Regions from separate parts of the Anser cygnoides genome. Here region 1 is linked to region 2. Evidence: chromatin contacts called from public Hi-C data. All regions are on one chromosome and are shown on one strand. Each heading gives the region's core, a stretch centred on a gene start, on an enhancer-like site or on the middle of the called end of the contact. The rest is flanking DNA. Distances are from core to core; before and after follow the strand shown.

The links. Hi-C and Micro-C count contacts between places; a contact is called where the count stands out from the background.
Region 1: a contact with region 2 is called in a Hi-C map of liver, with 1.7 times the contacts expected there. The contact joins the promoter of CNOT8 here to the promoter of MFAP3 in region 2. A contact is called at or near these places in 3 of 7 Hi-C or Micro-C datasets (granulosa cells and liver).

Annotation. Positions count from the first base shown.
Region 1 is chr14:7,401,775-7,406,775 of Taihu_goose_T2T_genome, forward strand. CNOT8 (CCR4-NOT transcription complex subunit 8) reads left to right here and starts at 3,252. Exons shown (of 6, transcript XM_013176015.3): 1 at 3,252-3,420; 2 at 4,650-4,843. The coding sequence starts at 3,304. It overlaps FAXDC2 (fatty acid hydroxylase domain containing 2), which reads right to left and starts at 3,219. Exons shown (of 10, transcript XM_066977234.1): 1 at 3,028-3,219; 2 at 1-225.
Region 2 is chr14:7,142,703-7,147,730 of Taihu_goose_T2T_genome, forward strand. It overlaps MFAP3 (microfibril associated protein 3), which reads left to right and starts at 2,473. Exons shown (of 3, transcript XM_067005428.1): 1 at 2,473-2,607. It overlaps FAM114A2 (family with sequence similarity 114 member A2), which reads right to left and starts at 2,593. Exons shown (of 19, transcript XM_067005426.1): 1 at 2,438-2,593; 2 at 1,833-1,975; 3 at 1,518-1,717; 4 at 1,201-1,300; 5 at 631-726; 6 at 232-344. The coding sequence starts at 1,715.

The DNA.
Region 1 (5,001 bases), core at 2,002-4,501, 260 kb after region 2:
TACACCTTAAATAGTTTTTGCAATGCCCTAACTCATGTTTTAAGCACAAAATAGAAAACGCCAGTGCAAGTGAATGAGTCAAAGGTGTATTTGTTGAAAGCATAAGGGTTACTGCGGAATGTGGCCAAAAACAGCAGTCCAAGATTTCGTTGTGTTGTCCTAACTACAGATTTCACCATCAGTTGCTGCATAGTGTCTTCAGTCAGTTGCAGGTACTGGTTCTGTCTGTAAGGATGAGATGCAAACAGGTTAGAATGTGCTTGGGCTCAGTTGTGTTTAAATATGCTTACAGACCATAAAGTCTGTAATTACAGTATTGCAAGATGTAATTTACAGTAGTATTTGTCTTTATTATGCAGATGTGGCCCTAATCTACTACTTACCTAATATACAGCGTCCTATTATGAACGAAGCTCTGAGAATCATGGAATCATTAAGGTTGGAAAAGACCTCCAAGATCATCTAGTCCAACTGAAGAAGTGAGGGTGTTACTTGACATAAGTAACCAGATTTATTTTTCCACTCAAGGAAAGACAAGGACCATCTCCTCTCCCTCACGGTTAGCTTTGCATGGCCATACATGCACGAAGCAATATATGCTGTTGTAAGCAACATCTCAGGCTAGCAGTAGTTAATGCTGCAGAGAGATCTGCAAGCACGAATAGCGGTGGTGCCTTGTTGTCTGCCTGATTTCTTGCACCTACCACTATATCTATATTTTTATCAATTAACTTTTTCTTGAAGGAATATTCCTGAACTCCCCTCCCAACCAGTGCTGTTTGTCATCAGTACAGTAAACATTTGCTGTTGTTTCATTTCAGACTTAGAACCTTTGCTGTTTTCATCAATGCTTTCTCTTGACTAATGGGATCTATTCCCTAGTGGGGAAAGAGTTTTTTTAGTTCTCAGCTGTTGCTACTAATTGTTATTTACTGTAGACAGCAGACTCAACAGGGAGCAATGCAATTCCTCCAAACTATTTGCACATGTACAGAGGAGGAAGTGGGAACTGGCATCTAAAGAGCATGAATGCTGTCCTGTCCTTTATTTGGACTTGATCTTGCACTGGGAGGGCTGTTCATCCAGTATCCTAAAGAATGTGATAAGCCAGTGAATTTCACAGACCTCAGTGTTCTTTTTTAACCTCTGTTCAATTCAGACACGGGTTCTATCTGAAAGATTTATGCCCAGTAGGAGCAGACAGATTAGAGTATTAGTCATAAGGATGTAAACTTCATTTACCTGCTGCTGCAAGTCTGGGTCTAGTGCAGGTCAGCAGTAATCTAAAAGCTGCTTCTGTTTGTTGGTTAGCCTGTGTCCTAAACTGGTACCGTCACTAGAAACCCTCCAGTTAATGCAATCCCTGCCAAGGCTCAGCTCTGAGGAACGCACAAAGTCTGATTTTCTCTTAGTAGAAATGCTTTTTTGATCAGACATTTCATAAAATAACTTCTCTTTGTTAAAGGTGATAACTTTCTGCCAATTTAGCATGTTGCATGAATTACACAACCTGAGTGAAGTTCTGAGCTCAGAAGGCAAAATAGTAACTATCACCTACAAAGATAAACGTTGAATCAAAATAGAGCTCAGAAGATGCTGACAGCATCAAGGTCACTTGACAGAGAGCAGTGTCCAGAAAAAACCTCTCCATTTACATCTGCATTTCTGCTGAGGTATGAACGCTAAACCTGAGAGACTGAACTATGCCTGAAGTGTAAGAGATACCAAGATTTATTTTTTTTTCCAGATACTTTTATTTATCTAAATGGTAATCAGGCTGCTGAGTCAATGAAAGCTTCCAGCTGACCCCGAACGCTGGGCAGATAGCAATTCTGAAGCACTATGAGAAATGTAATCCATTTTTAACAGATGCAACCCTGTCCGAGGAGGCTGGCAGCCTAAAAGCGAGGAAATACTATCTAAGCGTTATAATTCGTAGACAGGCTTCCAAATCAATCACGTATCTGCCATCAGCCAGTAAAGCAGTGGTGCTGGCAGCTGCGTGACACTAGAAGCCGTGTTGGGCTGTTTTAGTGAAGTTTTGGTGTTAATGTGACTTAAATAACGTTTCTGGAACAGAAGCCAGAGCCAGCTCAGAGCTGGCAGACGGGGCCACCACAGCGACCGCTGAGGCGAGGCGGCGCTGGCAGGGTCGGGCCGTGCCCAGGGTGACAAAGGCCCGCACCCTGCTGCCTCCCCCCGCCCGCAGCCTTTGGACTCGCCCAAGCTCCGCGCTCTGGGAGCGCCGGGCGAGCCCATCTCCCTCGTGCGCAGGGGGCGCGCCTCAGCGCAAGGGCAGCGGCCCTGCGCATGCGCACAGATCCGCGCAGCGCTCCTCCCTCTCCCCCCTCCCTTCCCCTCCCCTCCCCTGCGGGCGCGCGCGCGGCGGGCGCGCGGCAGGGCACGTTGCGGCGCGCGCGCGCCCGCCCGCCGCCGCCTCTTCCCCACCCACTTCTCGCGAGATCCGGGGAGGGCGAGCCGGAAATCCCGCCTAAGGCCCGGAGGGAGGCCTCATCGCGCCTGCGCGGTGCGCCACGGGCCCGGCCCCGGCTTCCGGGCAGGTAGCGGCGGGGGTGGGGGGAGGGGAGCGGAGGGGATGGGGGAGCCCGGAGCAGATGAGACGCGGGGGGAGCGGCGGCTAGAGCGGCCCGCGGGGGGGCGGGGCCCGGCCCGGCTCCAGGGGGCGGCGGCGGCGAGGAGGTGAGGGGGGGCCGGGAGCCCTCGGAGCCCCTCAGGGACCCCTCGGAGCCCCCCGGGCCTGTCCCGGGAGCCTCCCCCGGGGCCGGGCCGTTCGCGCGGGGCCGCCCCGAGGCCGTAAGCGGGGCGTGGGGGCGGGAAGGGCCCGGCCGGGGCCTGTCGCGGCTCTGCCCCGCGGTGAGAGGCCTCGGCGCGGCCTGCGGGGCGCCTGGCGCGGGCGCGGTGCCGGCGGGGCGCTCCGGGGGAAGCCGAGCTGTCTGCGCGGGTGCCTCAGCCCGGTGCGGGGTGGGGTAGGGGGCAGGTAAGGGGCTCCGGTACCTGCCCTGTTACCTGTGTGCCCGGCGTGCTTTAGATCGGCTTCTCCTTCACCGCGTCCACAGGCTCACAAAATGCCCAAAATCCTCTTGCAAGCTTCACGCGGGCTGTCTGAAGGTGCAAACAGAAGCATGAGCTGCTCTGCCAAATCCTTCCTTCCTTCACGGAGATCTTCATGTAAAACACGATTTCTTTTACCTGTTTAGCACAGCACGCTGATTGGATCGTGCAGCTTGCAGCTCTGCCCTGCCATCTGAATTCACCGGCTGTCTTTGCCCTGGTCGCTGCAAAATGCCTGCAGCCCTTGCAGAGAACAGCCAGGTTATCTGCGAAGTATGGGCAAACAATCTGGAAGAGGAGATGAGGAAAATCCGAGAGATTGTGCTAAGTTACAGCTACATCGCGATGGTAAATGTTTTATACGTGATCTGCTTGTCTCAGGGAAGGGGTTTTGGGTGGGGAAGGGGATTTAGTTGGTTCTTGGGCAAGAAACGATTTCCCCTGTTCCTGACCAAATTAAGCTAGAAGTGGTGAAAAACTAGAAAGCTGTTCATGTTCATTTCCAGAACGTAGTGCATATGTCGTGTTCAGATTGACTGATAGGCAGGAAAGAGAGACCACCTGAAACAACTGGATTAATTTAATATTTAGTCATTCAATGTGTGTTAGCCTATGCAATAGAAAATGGAATGGGTCAGATGTACAAAGTCTTTAGTGTTCTGCCGCCGTATTTGTCCTTTGAATTTCTTTCCCCTTTTGGCTATGGAAACTGACGCAGAACTGTAGGAAGAGAAACCTGCCAGTGACAGCTCGTTAGCAGGAGTGTCTCTTTCTGGTGTGGTCAGATGTTGATTCTTGTGGAAGAAAAATATTCTGGCTGTAGATATGACAGTGTGTTCCAGGAGGTTTTACTTAAGAAGACCAGAATATCCTCCGGTTGGAAGGATTCTCTGCTCTTAATAGCCTACACTCACTTGGCAGGAGCTGGTCAGTTCCATACATGTTTTTAGTTACGGTACTGTAAGTTATGCCAACTTTGATTGGGGTTACTAAACTTAAAGATGTGAGAAGTCTGTTATAAAAGTGTGGCATAAAAATACACGTCCCTTTAGGGTCTGTAAAATCCAACGTAGAACAAAGTTGTGCAAGTAAATAGAATCTTTTGTTGCCATATGCTGATAGGAAGTGAGCTCTCTCGCTTCAATTTGAGTTCTGTTTCATCTCACTGAGAGTGTTCATCACCTGTTTTAATAGCTGTGTTGTAGGAGTGGACACACAAAGACATTGGGCAAGAGAGAAATGTTGTAAGATATGCAGCACTGGGTTCTTTATGAAAGTTTTCGTGTATGCTGTAGAAGTTACGTGATGTAATCTAAGAGTAAATATAGTCTAAAAGTTTGGGTTTCAGCAAAGATAGCACACAATCACTGCCTAAGTAAAAGAGTTTTCACATAGTAGATGGAAATGAAAGAACACTTGTAACAGTGTAGTATCCGTAATAGAATATGAAACAGGATTAAAAATAAGAGTTTTTTATAGAAGGATTCACAGAATGCAGCGTTGAGACCTGCAAGTGTGGAATTGAACATTCTCCTGGTGGAACAAGTGATGAAATAAGATTTGCTCTTCTTTCCCAGGACACAGAGTTTCCGGGGGTTGTTGTAAGGCCAATAGGTGAATTCCGCAGCTCCATCGACTATCAGTATCAGCTCCTTCGGTGCAATGTTGACCTTCTGAAAATTATCCAGCTGGGCCTGACTTTCACAAATGAGAAAGGAGAATATCCTTCCGGGATCAACACCTGGCAGTTTAACTTCAAGTTCAACCTTACGTGAGTCTTCTGAGCTAGGGAATAGTCTGCCCACTGCTGCTGAAGTGGTGCTTGTCTTTGGGAAATGCAGAAGCCCGTCCGTGTGTTTGTCATCGGTGGTTGGTTCTGAGCAGTAACAATTCAGATTCTGATTTTATGGAACCCTATTTTGGCATGAC
Region 2 (5,028 bases), core at 1,223-3,722:
CAATGTTGGGCATCTTTGTTATGCATCAGCATTTAATATAAAACTAACAAAATTCAAAACAACTGACACATCAAGTGCCAGTTAGAAGCATGGCACGAGATAAAGACTGTCTGAACGCTGAGATAGTCTCTCACCATTTATGCCAGAAAAGCCAAAATTAAATGTTTCCTGATAAGATACTTCAGACAATGCTCTCAAGCACATTTTTTTCTGCCTTCCCAACTCACTCACTGTGCTTTGGACAGCAGTAGAGATGGTTGATAAAACACCAAGAGCCCCAGCAATAGGAAAGGGACTGCCATCAGCAATTGCATCTGTGCTGTTATCATCAGGATTCTCACTTCCTGCAATAGAAGGTAGAAAATTAACTTCCTCACTCCCCCAAAAAGATCCTGTCACCTGCTGAGTGGAGAAAATTAACAAACGCAAAGTGTCAGTCAGGATCAGGCCTAGAATTGCTATTATTCTCCCACCTACTTTTCGGAACTAACACCAGTAAGCAATAATGTGTTGTTTTAGCACTTAGTTATCTATACCAATATGAGAGATACGGAGTAATGTTACGATATTTTGGGGCTGATTATATTGTAAGATATGTTTCAGTGTTATTCTTATGCAATAAAAACTGACCTCTTGTAGCATCTCTGGTCTCCGAAGAAATTTCACTAGGACTGGGGATCCCAAGAGTTGTTTCTGCTTTTTCTATGACATTTGAAATACCTTGACCTAGAGAAAGATAGCAGTGTTACTTTAACCATGAGATACATTTTATTCCTCATTAGAGCAGAAACAGGATCAGGGTTGTATATTGTTTCTCTACTGTTCTGGCTTCCTCCTGTTCAAAACAGTTTAACCCACGCTAACACCTACTACTCCCCGTCTTGCTTGCTTGCCAGTTTAATGAACTCACGTTTCATCTCAGGTTTGCAAAAATTTCATCTCAAGTGGCAAAGCTTTAAAACGTCAACTGAAAATTATGCAAACGCCTCAAAAACTTGAAAGTAGTTTTGTTTGTGCACTTCTCTTTAATGTTATTGTACATTTTGGTACAGGTTTTCCCTTTACTTGAACAGTTCTCTTGACATTTTCCAATACTTGCTTCTACAACAGAACCCCATTCTCTAGAAACAAGCTCAAAAGCATTAGCTTGTAACGTGACATATGGTTACAACATTTATCAAATACCAGAAAGAGACTTACCTACAGTAGCTACAGTGGCAGATGCAGTTGACAGAAGAGATTTCCCCCAGCTTCCCCAGTACCCCCATCCTGTCTGAGCTGCAGAAGGAGAATCTGAGGCCTTTAATGAAGAAAAGCAGAAGACAGTGATGCAGATATGATGGTGTCAAGAGGAACACAATCAGCTTGTGATGCGTAACTTTTGTGACACTTTTTCTTTTCAAATAAACAGCGATGTCAATTTTCAGAAAAGGAGTGAGGCTTACAGTCAGAATTCTTCTGAGCATAAAGCCGTGAAACATGAAGTCATGTCATTCAGACCTAGCACAGAAACATACCTTGAGGGTGTCAGCAGTGGACTTTTCTGTGGCAGCAGACTGACATGGGGGTTTGGGTTCAGGTCTTTTCCGAGTCATAGGCACAGGCTCTTGCTCTTTCTCTTTGCTGCTCTCAGCGTGGCCAAGTTCTTCTGATTTTTGTTCATTTTCGTAAGAAGCTTCCTCTTCCAGATTTTCACCGCTGTCTTTTTCAGACATGACTATGACAATCACAGAAAGCACAGCAGATAAAACAATCACTTCCATGTACACACTGACATTAGTTTTAAATAATTAAACGCAACGATTCAGATCCCTTCTTGTTACCACACATACCTGCATGAACAGATTATATTTTTAAGCGAGCCTGCACACCGCGTTATGTCTGGCTGCACGAAATGTCACACCTGGAAGTTTAAAGCCCCACAGGAACACGTGGCTTTACCTCACCACCACACGAAAAAGACAGGCTGTTAACTCTGAAAAACAAACGGAGAGGTACAAAAGGTCCTCAGATGATTAAATCCGTGACCTGCTTCTCCAAAAAAAATAAAAGGGGGGAGGGGGACAAATCGTGTGGGGTGGCTGCTCTGGAGGGTGCTGGATCCCGAAGGGGAGAGCAATGAGAGTGGGTGGTGGGGACGCTGAGGGTCGTTTGGTTCAGTATTTAGGGCTGAGATTCCTCAGGGTGTTTGAGCCACCCAGGACATGAGATGAACCCCAGAGGAGCCCCAGGAGCCTGAGGAGCCCCAAGAGCCCCAGCAGCCCCCGACACCACTCCCAGGGCCCTCCCAGGGCCGGCCCGAGACCGGTCCCGAGCTGCCGGCCGCCCAGCGCCCCCCGTGCTCCCACCCCACAGCCGCGGCCCCTCAGAGCACCCCGGGGCTCCCTAAACCCCCCCTCATCCCCCCTACCACCCCCCACCCCGCCCCATCCCTCACCCCGGGGCCGGGCGGACCGCACCATCGAGACGAGGCGCAGAGCGGCCCCGGCCGCCTCAACCCGGAAGCGGAGCGGGGCCCGGAAGGGCGAGCGGGGGGAAACGCGTCCGGGCGGCGGCGGCGGCGGGGCCGGAGCTGGCGGTGTCGGGGTGCGGGTGCCGGTACCGGAGGTACGCGGGGCTGCGGCCGGGCCCCCCCGAGCTCCTCACGGCGGCGCGGCCTTCCCTGCCTGTCAGAGCCGGGCGGGGAGCGGCGCGGCGGCGGCTGCTCGGTGGTTTATTTTGGGGGGGGGGGGAGGAGGGGGGGAATATTATGGCGTGACGTCACGCCCGGTGACGTCAGAGCCCGGTGACGTCAGAGCCCGGTGACGTCAGAGCCCGGTGACGTCACGCCCCCGAGGCCGTCGGGCTGTCACACGTCGCGGCTCTGTCCCTGCGCCCGGGGCCGGGGGCCGCTCGGTTTTCCTGCCCCCGCGGGGGGAATTTGGCAGTTTTTAGCAGTTTTTAGCACGTTTTATCCAATTTTGAGGACTTTTTATGCGGTTTTTAGTGGTTTTTAGCAGTTATGGGGGTGAGGGTTGTTGCTGCCCACAGCGCGAGCCCTGGGCCCTCCTGGGCCCCTTCCCTCAGGCTCGCACCTCCCGCTGGTTTCGGGGCTGGTTTGGGGGATTTGGGGGTTTTGCAGCTCTTTGGGCTGGTTTGGGGGTTTTTGGTTTTTCTCCAGAGCCGCTGCAGGCCGAGGGCGAGCTCTCCCTGTGGGCATGCCCGTGCTGGCAGCGGTGGCCGTGGCTCTCCCCAGCATCACGCCCGTATCGCCCCCAACGTCACCCAAACTCACATTTTGGGGTTACTGACCGTGCTGTGAGCCCTGACCGTAAAGCCAAAGAACCTCTCGGGCCCCAGTTTTGCAGCACTTTATAAATATGTGCAGTTTTAAGTGTTCTTAGTACTCCCACTGACCTCAGTGGGACTAGAGTACTTTAAGTGAAACACACGTTTTTTCAGGCTGAGAGCCAGCGATGACTCCTGTAAGCATACGCATCGTGGATTTTCATCTTCGCGCTGCTTTGTGTTGTTACAGCTCGGTTTCACAAAGGTTAAATGCGTTGAGCTCAACCTGGGGTCCGGCTGTCAGCTCGCCAGTTTCTGGCCTGCACATTTCATCTTGCTTGGCTCCAACGCCTTCCTGAGGAATTGTACCGTTGGCACCGCTCGCGCTTTATCCTTTCTGGATCCTTTATCAGCTCCAGCAGCTGTTTTGCATAAGTGTGGTGGTCGAAGAATGTGGGTTTTGCAAATCATTTTCCCCAGCGTTCAGCAATAAGACGTCATTGTCTGCTTAACAGGAATGGGTTTTCCAAAAGTGAAACGTGACAAACAATTTCTAATAAATCAGGCCTTTTTAAAGAGTTTAACAGTAAAATTCAATGACCCTTCACCAATTATGGAAGCTCAGCGCAGATATAGCAGAGAGCCTATGCAATTACCGAAGATAATTATCTTATTCTTATGAGGGAAAATGTTGCTCAGTATTTCTTGTGTTAAATAATTGACTGAGGTTTCTAATGTCGTTTTAGAAGGAAAGTCGCAGACACTTGGAAATCTAATAATTTAAGTTTAATAATTTAAAGTGGTAAAAATGACACAGGCAAAGTAGAGGAGGTGCTGGAATTACTTTCTAATAAATCTGAAGCACTATTAGTTGAGAGATTATTGTTTTGGAAGGTTGGAAATTATTCCGTGTGTTCGATTCAATAACGAAGACCAGGGTTTATCTTCACTTCAGAGCTGGGATCAGTCGGAGCGGCATCGAATCTTGTGAAGTCAGGTCGGGTGGCAGCGGTCCGCAGCGCTCAAAGTCCTCACCGTACGTTAAAGAAAGCTGCACGAGGTTGCCCAAATGAGCAAGCCTGTTGTCAGCAGCCCTCGGAGGGCCCTGAAAACCTCTGAAAACATTACATGTCTAAAAAAAGAAAGGTTGAAACCGCTCCTTCGGACAAACAAATAGCTGTTGTGCAGCAGCAACCTTCATGTTGCTTTTTCAGACTTGGTGCAGTTGACGTGGCTGCGATGCCATTCTCCAGAGGCAGCAGAAGTCAGTAACACGTTTCCCCAAAGTGTCACTGGTGGAAAGGTCGAAAACAGGAACAAAAGAGGCCTTGGTAGTTTTTTTGGTTGGTTGGTGTTGTTTTTTTTTACAGAGGTGTAGCTGCGTTCTCAGTGCTCATCCATCTTAAGTGAACAGGCAAGAGGCATGATCAAAAATAGTGGGGCCAAAAAAAAAAAGAAAGAAAGAAAAAGAAAAGATTGCTGTCTACAGAGAAACAAGTAGAGTGCAGGTTTTCCAGTTTCCCTTGCAGGATTCAGTGGGTGAGTCAGTCAGTCAAGCTTGAAAGAGAGCTGGACACAGCTGTCTTCTTGCCTTCTTTGTTGAGCTGGTTTTGGCAACAACTGCAACAGAAAAGGGTCAGATACACGTTTCTCATCAGATGTCAAATCCAGAATCTGGTTTGACCTTCGACAAGTTATCTTGAACTGAAAAAACTCCTGGTCTGGGCAGTGTGTTAGCAGCAAATGTTCCCGTTCCTGAAT